2 separate regions of the Rattus norvegicus genome follow, and region 2 is linked to region 1. Evidence: chromatin contacts called from public Hi-C data. All regions are on one chromosome and are shown on one strand. The core of a region is the stretch at or near the end of the contact, and the rest is flanking DNA. Distances in the headings are between cores, read along the strand shown.

The links. A called contact is a pair of places that touch in the nucleus more often than the background predicts.
Region 2: a contact with region 1 is called in a Hi-C map of the A7r5 cell line, with 2.4 times the contacts expected there. The contact joins the enhancer-like site here to the promoter of Atg16l2 in region 1. A contact is called at or near these places in 10 of 12 Hi-C or Micro-C datasets (the A7r5 cell line, the Rat2 cell line, Schwann cells and 5 more).

Annotation. Positions count from the first base shown.
Region 1 is chr1:165,113,717-165,119,495 of GRCr8, forward strand. Atg16l2 (autophagy related 16-like 2) reads right to left here and starts at 1,513. Exons shown (of 18, transcript NM_001191560.1): 1 at 1,387-1,513. The coding sequence starts at 1,513.
Region 2 is chr1:165,184,513-165,190,476 of GRCr8, forward strand. Arap1 (ArfGAP with RhoGAP domain, ankyrin repeat and PH domain 1) reads left to right here. Exons shown (of 35, transcript NM_001427363.1): 3 at 1,753-2,301. The coding sequence starts at 1,790. Among named protein-coding and RNA genes, the nearest start is that of Arap1, 27 kb to the left of the region's middle. Within about 2 kb of position 4,234, at least 7 of the 93 cell types and tissues checked have an H3K27ac peak or open chromatin away from gene starts, as enhancers often do. A contact at or near this core is called in the A7r5 cell line and liver, where this site is marked.

The sequences.
Region 1 (5,779 bases), core at 263-2,762:
ACAAAGTCTGGATACTGAGCGTGTTGAAACAAACAAAACCACCTGTGTAAGGCATCCAGCAAGTCACTTCCCCTTTGAGGCCTCAAGGTTTACAATGAAGTAATTCTCACTTCCACCCAAGAGCTTCTCCCAGGTCAATATTGAAAGTCCTTGAGCAGTTATCTAATGAATCGTCTTAAGTTAGGTGGTTAGACCTCGGACTCCCTCATCCACATCCCTTCCTGGTTTTTTGTTTGTTTGTTTGTTTGTTTGTTTGTTTGTTTTCTTAAACCAGTTCCAGGCAGACTGGGGCTGCAAAACTCCGGCCAGATCCTCATCTCCCTTACTTCACTATTACCAGGACTGAGGTCCCTGGGCCCCGACTAATCCTCAAAACTCCACCATAGACCCCAAGGCATTGCAAGCACCCCCAGCCTCGGCAAACAAGGTGCCTCATTTGCAAGTAAGAAATCTGAGGTTAAAGGACTTGAACTACCCAAAACCACAGACCTGGGTCTCTCTAGGTCCCCAGTGTTGCTGCTCCCATACGGTTCTCCGGGATGGTCCCTCCCTCAAACCGACAGTCCCACTGACCACCAGAGCAGTTGGAGAGGTGAGGCTGTCTGGAGGTAGAGGTATACAACCCCGAGAGGGCCAGCCCTTACAAAGTTCCAAGGAAAACAAGTCTAATTGCGTGGGTGCATCAAAACTAGCACCAGGTGAGGAAGCAGTAGGGAGCATGGTTAGACTTTCAACCTCAAACACAAAGTGACAGTTGACCAAAAGGCAGTAGATACAGATGCACTTCAGTGTTCCTCGGCTTGCAGCGCCACACCCCCTCCTGGCCAAACTGCCCAGAAATAACCACATGAGAGTTTAACTTCCGCTGGTGCGACAAGCAACCTAAAGAAACCTGGGGCCCCTTCGATATGATCCGCTAGACACTGAGGTGCTCCACGAACGTACAACAGGATAACCTATCCTGAGCAGAACGTACCAGAGTCTTTCGCTCCTTCCTTTCAGCTACCATGGCTGCTCTGGACACGCCTGCTTTCCTTAACTGGACTCTGGGACCAAACGGACTGACCAGGCCCTGCCCTAGGGACTGCCTGAAAGGGGCATTCGACAAAACCAGCACCGAGACAGAGCTTGTTTGTGTCTAGGATACTCAAGGGAGGCAGAGCTGAGTCTTGAAGGCTAAGCGGCACCTGGGCTGGAAACTGCAGGCAGCGACTCGACCTGTCCGGGAGAGGGGCGTAACAGGTTCCTGGATGCAAGGCCCTCGGGAACTGAGCCGGCGCCGCTGTCCTGAGTCACAAGTCGAGCCGCGGGACAAGCCCTCTCTCCAAGCAGGGAGCCCCACCTCCTCAAAGCCAGTCATCCCTGAGCCCCCGAGGACGCACTCACAAGCCGGCACTAGCTCCAAGAAGAGCGCCTTTTGCGTGCGGTCCCGATGCCGCAGCTGTCGCAGGATGTGGCGCTTCCAGGCGGCAACGGGCGCGCAGGGATCGCAGGGGGCGCTGGGTCCCGCCATGGCCGCTGAGTCCCTAGCGGCCGCGCACCGCTCCAGCCCGATCATGCGGGGCGGGGCCTCCCGGGGACTCCATGACGTCAGGGCGGCAGCGGCGGGGAATCCCCGGTCTGTACCAAGAGCGTTTGTCGGGGAGATCTGGACATCTCAAAGCAGATGCTGCTGCGGCCGACCAAAACCTTCAGCCCCAAGGAAGCGAGTTTCGGTCCCCGGGCTAAGCAGCAGAGATCGCAGCCTCCCTGACGCCTGTGAGCGCGTCCAGGGCGGGGCCTCGGAGTCGTCTTCCTTAACCTCACTGAGCCTGGACCAGCGTCAGAAGCTGAGGATGCTGGACGCACTTGAGTTCCCCGCAGGGAAGACCCTGCCACCATCCCTGAGCTGCACAGGGACAAGCACCAGGCACAAGCAGTCTAACAGAAAAGACTGTCTGGAGGAGCCCCACGATCACCCACATGGTGACTGTTGAGTGGGAGTATATGAGAGATCAACTAAGGTCAAGACCGTTACCCAGAGGGAGAGGAGACAAAAGGACTCTTAAGCCCCGGAAAGAACAAGTGAACAGGTCCGATGATATGAAAATTACCAATGCAGGCGGGTGGTGGGAGTAGCTCAGCAATAAGGTTCTTGCTAAACCTCCGCGAGGGCCTAGATTCAAGGTCCAGCGTTTCAGAGTTGTTTGGACAGGAAGCAGAGTTGTTTGGAGGAGCAAGATTTAGAGGTACGGTTGGTAGCAAAATTTAGGGCTCTAAGAAAGGGCTCCGTTTATCTGGAAAACCCCAGGCTCAGAGGAGAGAAGGGGTTCCTTATCTGCAGCAGGATTGTAGTAGGTTTCTGAGGTAGCCAGCAACCCAGTGTTGGATAGCACAGACATATCTTATGAGTACATTTGACAGGAAATCTGGGCTCACCGGGAATTGTAATGAAGTTGTCTCTACAGATACAGGCTGTGGTAAAGAATGGCAGGAGAGATTCAGTATGACAGCCTCACAACGTGACATACTGAGGAAGGTTCAGCAGGCCCTGTCCTCAGTTAGTGAAGGCAGACCTGGTGATCCTTAGGGGGTGGGGGGCAATATAAGACAGCTCTCCAGGCCTGTCTGGAGGTTACAAGTCTTGAGATACTGATGGGGGTCTGTTCCAGGACTTAGAAAACAGTGATGGCAAGTGACACCCGGGAGAGTGTGTCTGTTCTACTTTGAAGCCACAGTGAAGCTGCCAGCGTGGGGTACAGAGTGAGTTCCAAGCTAGCTCGGGTTACAAGACCCTGTCCCGAAACACTGTGAACTGACCTTAGTCCCCCATGTGTCTGTCTTGAATACTGCCTGCCTTTGCACTGTTCTGTCCCCAGTGTTCCTGCTGGGAGTCTGGCTCTGCTCACACATCATATTCAGGAGCATGCACGTCCTGGGCTCTACACGGGCTTCTGTGACGACAGCCTGCCTACCCCACCCCCGTCCTACATAGTGTGCTGCATCTTTAAGTAGGAAGTCATGTTGGGGCAAGATTTTCTTCTTTTTTTTTTTTTTTTTTTTTTTTTTTGGTTCTTTTTTCCGGAGCTGGGGACCGAACCCAGGGCCTTGCGCTTCCTAGGCAAGCGCTCTACCACTGAGCTAAATCCCCAACGCCGGGGCAAGATTTTCTAATAATTTTAAAAGATTTCTTTTTAATCATGTGTGTGTGTGTGTGCGTGTACACATGCACACTCATCACACAGGCATGCATGGGTGCAGGTGCTTATGAAGTCTAAAGGCACCAGAACCCCTGGAATTAAAGTTACAGATAGTCTTCCAGCTAATGCAGATGCTGGGAATCAGACTCGTCCTCAGCGAGGGCCTCAGACGTTATCCGCTCTTAAATGCTGAGCCATCTTCTCAGCACACTTAATGCCTTTTGGACTCACAAAATGCTACTCAAATTTTTAAAATAATTTTGTCATCTTTGAATGGTAGAGGATCCAAAGAATGTGGTGCCATACTTCCAGCTCTTAAGTTTTATTTTTATTTATTTATTAAAAAAAAAACCTTTCAGCCCACCGCAGTCAGTCAGTACTCCTGCTATGTGGACGGCTGCAGAGTCATCCACTGGGGCATGGGGAAGCCTAGTAGTGGGCTGTACCCTTAAATTTTTATTTCAAAGATGGGCAGTAGTGGCACATGCCTTTAATCCCAGTACTCTACCACTGAGCTCTATTCCTGACTCGCCCACCTTTTTACCTCAGCGATAAAGGCCTCATACTGACCACACCTCCCTAGTTCTGGGATAACATGCCACACAGTCTGGCCTCAAATCTCTCACACAATGGCATCAGTTCCACCTACGAGGCTGGAGCTCACATGATTTACTTTCTAAATGTCAACAGCTCTTAATACTATTGTTGGGTAATGGGCTCTGACATGACTTTAGGGTGATACCCACAGCCGCACCCTAGAATAGTGTGTGCACCCAGGGCTGACCAGTCCTTAAAAGGGAAGACTGTTCAAGATAGCATGAACAGAAACTTCTTGTCTCTTCCCTCCAGGGGGAAAAACTTGAAATTTCAGGATCATTCCATAGTGACTAATGCTATAAAATGGGCGAGGAAGAGGAACTGTAGACACTGGGTCAAGGCTATATAGATATGAGGAATACAGATTTGTTCCAATGAAGTACAGTAGCAGCGGTGTGATAAGATGGAGTGACAAGAGGGTGTTTGACAAGTAAGTCGACCTCTGAAGTTGTTTAAAGGAGTGTTCGAGAGAGATGGGGGTGGGGAGAGCTGGGGCAAAGCACCTGCCTAGCACGCACAAGACTCTGGCTTTGATCTGAAGCAAGAGAAAACCAGGGAGAGTGAAAGCAAAGCTTTGTCCCTACTCATCCCTTCCCCTAGCTACACACAGGCCACACTCCTTGCCGCTCTGCAGAGCTTTTTAAATGAGCCCTGAAGAAGGCCTCTAGGCTTCGTGAAGGCAGATGTCTGTGCGACTCCCAAAGCCCCTGAAGGGTAGGGTGTTGAGGCGGGGAATAGAGCTCAGAGGTAGAATGTGAGCCTGACTTGCCCAAAGCCCTGAGACAGATTCCCAGAAACACACACAGAGCATGTGGGGACTGGATAAGGTGGAGACACTGAATGGACTTCAAGGTAGACTCCATGGGAGATCAAAGTGGAAGAGAGACATGAGACCTTCACTTTGAAACTCAACTCTCGGGCTGGAGAGATGGCTCAGTGGACAAGAGCACTGACTGCTCTTCCAGAGGTCCTGAGTTCAACTCCCAGCAACCACATGGTGGCTCACAACCATCTGTAATGAGATCTGATGTCCTCTTCTGGTGTGTCTGAAGACAGCTACAGTGTACCCACGTGTATAAAATAAATAAATCATAGAAAGGAAGGAAGGAAGGAAAATAAATAAATCATAGAAAGAAAGAAAGAACGGAAGGAAGGAAGGAAGGAAGGAAGGAAGGAAGAAAGAAAGAAAGAAAGAAAGAAAGAAAGAAAGAAAGGAAGGAAGAAAGAAAGGAAGAAAGAAACTCAACTCTCTGTGGAAGGATGAGGAGACAGGAAACACATCAGGGCATTTCCACCTTCCCGACTTTCCAGGTCTTAGGACATTGATCAGATGTCTGAATTGCTACAGTTTGATCACACCCATGAAAAAATAAGCTGTTATTGGTGAGGAGCGTGCGCACCCATCCCATACCCTGAGGTGGTCAGTACCTCAGTGAATATCGATCTTCCTCCAACCGAAGAAAAGGTCAGCCAAGAAGAGAGTTTTGAATACGCAGAGGAACTTGTGGGTAGACCTGAAGAAGACGTCCTCAGTACTGGAGAAAGGCTTGAGTCTGGGGTCTGAGAGTCCTAAGCAGATGGATGGAAGTAAGCGAGGTCCTCCAAAAGGATGTGCAGAAGCATAATGGACAGAGGCAGAACCCAGTGGATGTCAGTGTTTTAAGTTGTTCTAGCCTAGTCAGACAAGTCTAAGCCCCTTGTAATGGCACTTGCCTGTAATCCCAGCACTCACATAGCAGAAGCAAGAGAATTATCACAAGATCGAGGCTAGTCTAGTCTACAGAGGGAAAGGCCAGTTTGGGCTACATAGCAAGACCCCACTCCAAAGCAAAAGCCATTTTCTAATGAAGTTAACTGCTAGACATGCATGGCGTTACACACTTCTGTTCTTGGCAGCACTTGGGGGGCAGAGGGGTCACAAATTCAAGAGCAGCCAGGGCCACATAATGAAACCATTTGTTTTTAATATTAAAAAAAAAATAAGAAGGTGGGGTTAGGGCCAG
Region 2 (5,964 bases), core at 2,984-5,483, 74 kb after region 1:
GTGTGAAGCTGAGTTCCCACTGTCCAGTGCCTGATGTGAGGGGGAGTTCCCACTGCCCAGTGCCTGGTGTGAGGGGGAGTTCACACTGTCTAGTGCCTGGTGTGAGGCTGAGTTCCCACTGCCCAGTGCCTGGTGTGAGGCTGAGTTCCCACTGTCCAGTGCCTGGTGTGAGGGTGAGTTCCCACTGTCCAGTGTCTGGTGTGAGGCTGAGTTCCCACTGTCCAGTGCCTGGTGCGAGTGTGAGTTCCCACTGTCCAGTGCCTGGTGTGAGGCTGAGTTCCCACTGTCCAGTGCCTGATGTGAGGCTGAGTTCCCACTGCCCAGTGCCTGGTGTGAGGCTGAGTTCCCACTGTCCAGTGCCTGATGTGAGGGGGAGTTCCCACTGCCCAGTGCCTGGTGTGAGGGGGAGTTCCCACTGCCCAGTGCCTGGTGTGAGGGGGAGTTCCCACTGTCTAGTGCCTGGTGTGAGGCTGAGTTCCCACTGTCCAGTGTCTGGTGTGAGGCTGAGTTCCCACTGTCTAGTGCCTGGTGCGAGTGTGAGTTCCCACTGTCCAGTGCCTGATGCGAGGCTGAGTTCCCACTGCCCAGTGCCTGATGCGAGGCTGAGTTCCCACTGCCCAGTGCCTGGTATGAGGCTGAGTTCCCACTGCCCAGTGCCTGGTGTGAGGCTGAGTTCCCATTGCCCAGTGCCTGGTATGAAGCTGAGTTCCCACTGTCCAGTGCCTGGTGTGAGGCTGAGTTCCCACTGTCCAGTGCCTGGTGTGAGGCTGAGTTCCCACTGTCCAGTGCCTGGCTGCTCTGATGACTGAGTCAGTGAATGAATGGATGAACATGCGAGCTAATGAGTTTTGCTTCCGTTTTTGTCTTTTAACTCTGCCTTGGTGGTAGGGAGGGGATTGCACAGAAGGCCAGGATTCAGAGGCTGTGTGGCCTGGGCTTTTTCCCCTTGTGGACCACTCCACTTGAGGGACATGGAGGCCAGTGGAGGTGCCTTTTGATCCCACATGTGCTCACTGAGCCTCCAAACCTGGCCGTCACCTGGGGATAGGTGCCACACAGGGATTGGGCCCTGGCCTGGGCCTTGCAGAGAAGAATGGGTCCTGGGTGTCTTACCCAGCACCAACCATGCCACTTGCCAGTCTCATGGCAGTAGCTGAGCCTGTAGGTTGGGGGTGTTATGGCTGTAGAGGAGATTAATATGTGAAGAACCCTTGAGCTAGATGCTAGGAACACAGGAACTCACAGATCGGGGAGATCAGGGTTGTCTTGTCAGGCCTGGCTCTCAGCAGTCAGTTTTGCCTGGTATGTGGGCACAGTGTGGATGCACAAGAATGGAACTGGGGTTGGGCATTGTGGCACATACCTATCTCGGTGCTGAGGGAAGAGGATTGATGTAAGTTCAGGCTAGCCTGGGCTACATAGTGAGTTTAGGGCTAGTTCAAGGCCAGAGCCAAAGAGAAACAGCAAAATCCCGAGTCAAAACATGAACGCCACTAACAGCAAGAGAATAAATAGACTTTGACTTCGTGGCCTGAGCAGGTCTGGGCATTTGAGCTTTTTTCAGCTTTCCAGGTTTTGTCTCTCAGGATTGTAGTCTGTGGGATTTAGGCTTTAGATTTCAATCTTTTGGAATTCTGCATTTGAGATCATGACATTCAAGATTCCGACTGGCATAGTGTGGAAGCTCGCAGAGGGACACTGCTGGCCATGATCCCGGTTGCTGTACCTCTTACCTGCAACCTTCTGTTTCAGATCTGAGCCTAGCCCTGGACCTCTGCAGCCAGAAGCCATGGCGGAGGGCCATGATGCCGCACTGTCAGTAGCGGAGTGGCTGCGGGCACTGCACCTGGAGCAGTACACAGCACTCTTTGAGCAGCATGGACTGGTGTGGGCCACTGAGTGCCAAGGCCTCAGCGATGCCAGCCTGGTGGACATGGGCATGAACCTCCCTGGCCACCGCCGCCGTATCCTGGCTGGTCTGCACCGTGCCCATGCACCCCCGCCGGTCCCTGTGCCTCGCCCTGCCCCACGACCTGTGCCGATGAAGCGACACATCTTCCGGTCACCACCTGTGCCTGTCACTCCACCTGAGCCGCCACCCACAGCTGGAGAGGACCAGGGTCTGCCTGCTGCTCCACCCATTCCACCCCGCAGGAGCTGCCTCCCACCTGCCTGCTTCACTCCACCATCCACAGCACCCCCAGATCCTGTTCTGCCCCCACTGCCTGCCAAGAGGCACTCAGTAGAACCGAGCCTTCCTCCTGTACCTCCTCGAACCGGGCCCCCCTATCCGCAGACCAGGTGAGTGACGTCACAGCTCGTGGGTGGGAGGTCCTAGAGTGTGGAAGAGCCAGGGTTGAAAGTTTAGAGAGAAGAGAGCAGGGCCAGGCTGGGGCAGAGTGGGGTGAGGGATGGACCTAAGAATAGCCAGGACTTAAGGATACCTGGATCCGTGCAGGGGAGCCACAGTGGCCCCCAGGTGTCTAAACCAGCAAGTGGGAGGTGGCGCCATCACTGAGGGCGGCCCAGGAAGGGAGAAAGTTTGGGAGATATGTGAGTTTGTTGGGGCACCTGACCCGTGAGACCAGGGTGCACCCTGGCACTAGAAGATGAGGTGTGGAGAAAGATGGAGCTCTGGGATGGAGGCTCAGGTATGGGGTTGGGGAGTACTTCTGTCAATCATACTACTCCCTACCCCCAATGCTGCACTTGACAAATCCCAGGACCTGTCTGATCTGCAGCCTGCTTACTCTCTGTTCTCTTCATAATCCCTTCTCCTCTCCCTAGCTAGTCTCCTCCATGCTTCCCCGAGCTTTCCCTCTTTCTACAGGCTCTCCACTTCTTCCTCCCTTTCAGCTGTTTGCTCTGGTGCCAGCCAGAGAGGCATCTAAAGACAGGCTGTCATATATTTGGGGGAATGAAGTTCCGCTGGATTTTTAAAGGGATGTGCTGTCACAGGTCTCTTGTCCTTGTCACTGCTGGATGGTGTTGGGGATTCTGCTGATCTCTGCAGCCTTCTGTGGGAGGTGGGGGTTGTGTTCTGATTTCAAGCTGGGATCCTGGAGCTTGGGGCATGGAGGGAAGGGCTAACTGGGTCCATGCAGGTACGTGGTAGCGATGGGAAGTGGGGGCAGGGAACACACTTGCGGGGAAAGTCTGTGAGGTTTTCTCCATGGGAGAGTAGCATTGAGTCAGGGGACCTTCTAGGCCAAACCGGGTCTAAAGTTATGAGATGTACTTGATGGGGAAAAAAAGCACAAGATGTTTTTCCTGCATCCTCAGGACCCTGTTACCACAGTATAGATTCATTGTTCTTGGTGCTATTGCACCCTCTAATGGCCATTCTCCTGCATGCAGGGGAGAGTGCAAGCATGAGACAGAGACAGAGAGACAGAGACAGAGAGAGACACAGAGAGACAGAGAGAGAAAGACAGAGACAGAGACAGAGAGAGAGACAGAGAGAGACACACAGAGAGAGACAGAGAGACAGAGAAAGACGGAGACAGAGACAGAGACACAGAGAGAGAGACAGACAGAGAAAGAGACAGAGAGAGACATACACAGAGACAGAGACAAAGAGACAGAGAGACACACACAGAGACAGAGACAGAGAGAGACAGAGACAAAGAGAGAGACAGAGACAGAGAGAGACAGAGAGACAGAGACAGAGAGAGACACACACAGAGAGAGACACAGAGAGAGACAGAGAAAGAGACAGAGAGAGACACAGAGACAGAGACAGACAGAGACAAAGAGAGAGACGAGAGAGAGAGAGAGAGAGAGAGAGAGAGAGAGAGAGAGAGAGAATGAGGGTGAGCCAAAGCAGACTCAAAGTTGCTGGAATACCCTGGATATACCACCCCACATCCGTTCTCTCCTTCCTTCTCCCAACCCAGAGTGTAGGTTTTAATTTTTTTACCTTAATTTTAATGATGGTTTTTTTAAACGTTTTAACCTCCCTTCAAGCCCACCATATACCAGAGGTAGTGGAAAAGAAAGGTTATTAGTATATAGGAGCAGTGGACCTGTTTAGAAATTGTTTTCTGGAGCAAATCTCATCTGCGTGCGTTGTTAGGAATCAGCAGTCCAGTTTACAGAAATCACCGGCGGCAGCTCCATCTACCCGTGAACATTTTACAAATATATTAGCAGTCCAGTTTGGTAGAGCCAGGATAGTAAACATGAATGGGCAGCGGTGGCTTGACCCAGCAGGGACAGCCAGGCCTCAGCCGAATCGGCATGAGTCAGCAGGAGGGACACGGGAAATTCTTGGCTGTGCCTCTCAGTGAAGCAGAGAACAAGAAGCACTGTAAAAAGCAAGTCAAGCCCCTGTCACTGTCCATTGAGCCCTATGTATAATTCCTATTTATGACTCCAAACGTCACGTGTCTTCCACGGGTCTTACCTCACCGTGTGTCTTCACATGAGTCTATCTTCAAAAACTCTACACCAGTCTGTATCTGCTGACATCACCCGGTCAATTGTCCCAAGTCTGTGGAAGCGGCAAGAAGCCACAGGATCCTCTGAGAAGATTTTTGGTGTCTTTCTTGGTGACAAATAGAGCTCAACAATGCTATGTAAGGTGGACGAGAATACGTGTCTGTGGTTAGCAAAGAATCCGTCATCACGCACCCTTTCACGTGCTTGCTTTAGCAGAACGTCCTTTCACCCGTGTCCGCTCCAGTGAAAGATTCCTTTACCTGTCTGTTTTAGCAAAATGTCTTTTTACCTGTGTCTGCTTCAGGAAAACACTCTTTTACATGTTTGCCCCAGCAAAGCACCATCTGACACAACTGACTTTCCAAAGAAACCCTTAAGTTTCCACTTCACCAGGCTGACCCTCTGGAGATGTTTTGGGAAGGGAGAGGCCTTCAGAAGAGGACAAGGGGAAGAATTCACCTGGGATAAGATTTTAGGGTATAGACCAAGGTGTAAGTAAATCAGGAAAAAAACAAGGATGGGGTTTCTGCCCTCTGCCCTCTGCCCTCTGCCCTCTGCCCTTGATGCCCTGTCTGACCTATCTGGGCCCTCTGTGGGTCTCCTGACACTTGTACCTGTTCAGGAAACCTTCAGGGTAAATAAAAATCATGCCCACAGCCCTGGGCCCCAGGATACAAGGCCCACTCTCAGAGCTACAGTCCGGACACAGGTACTTGGCTAGTGTATGGGGGGAGTCAAGGCCTCTAAATAAGACATCTGGCCCCTCAGTAGGAATGGGGTTGGGGCAAATTATAAAATGGTGTAATACTTGCAAGAAATCTGTATGCATTCTTCATGCTTTTTTGCCTTGTTTGTTTGTTTGTTTGTTTGTTTTTCTGTGCTTTAGGGTCGATCAAACTCAGGGCTGTGCATATGCTAGGCAAGCTCTTTCCCACTGGTCTGTGTTTCCAGCCCCATCTCTTGTACTACAAATCTTCTGGGCATTACTTACAGTGCCACATACACTGCGAATTGTCTGTAGATAACTACCATACCGGATTTGTCAGGGAATAGGGACAAGGAAAAGAAGCCTCATGTATTCAGGATAGATGTGGGTTTGCTGCACACTTTTGGATCTGCAGTTTGTTGACTCCTGGATGTGGAGCCACAGGTTGCAAAGAGACATCTTGATTTGCACAGTTTGGGGCCATTCCTTAGGGCAAAGTGGTGCCAGGCCTGGCGTCCTTTGTCCTGGGGATGAGGCCTCGATAGTCGTAGGCATCTGCGGTCCTCAGCTCATGGATAGACAAAGGCTTTAGGTTTTTTAAAAAATATGTATATGAGTACACTGTCGTTGTCTTCAGACATACCAGAAGAGGGCATCGTATGGTTGTGAACCATCTGGGAATTTGACTAGGAATTGAACTCAGGACCTCTGGAAAAGCACTCAGTGCTCTCTGAGCCATCTCTCCAGCCACTGGTTTTGTTTTGTTTTGTTTTTAATTTTTACTTTATGTGTATGGGTGTTTTGCCTGTCTGCATGTC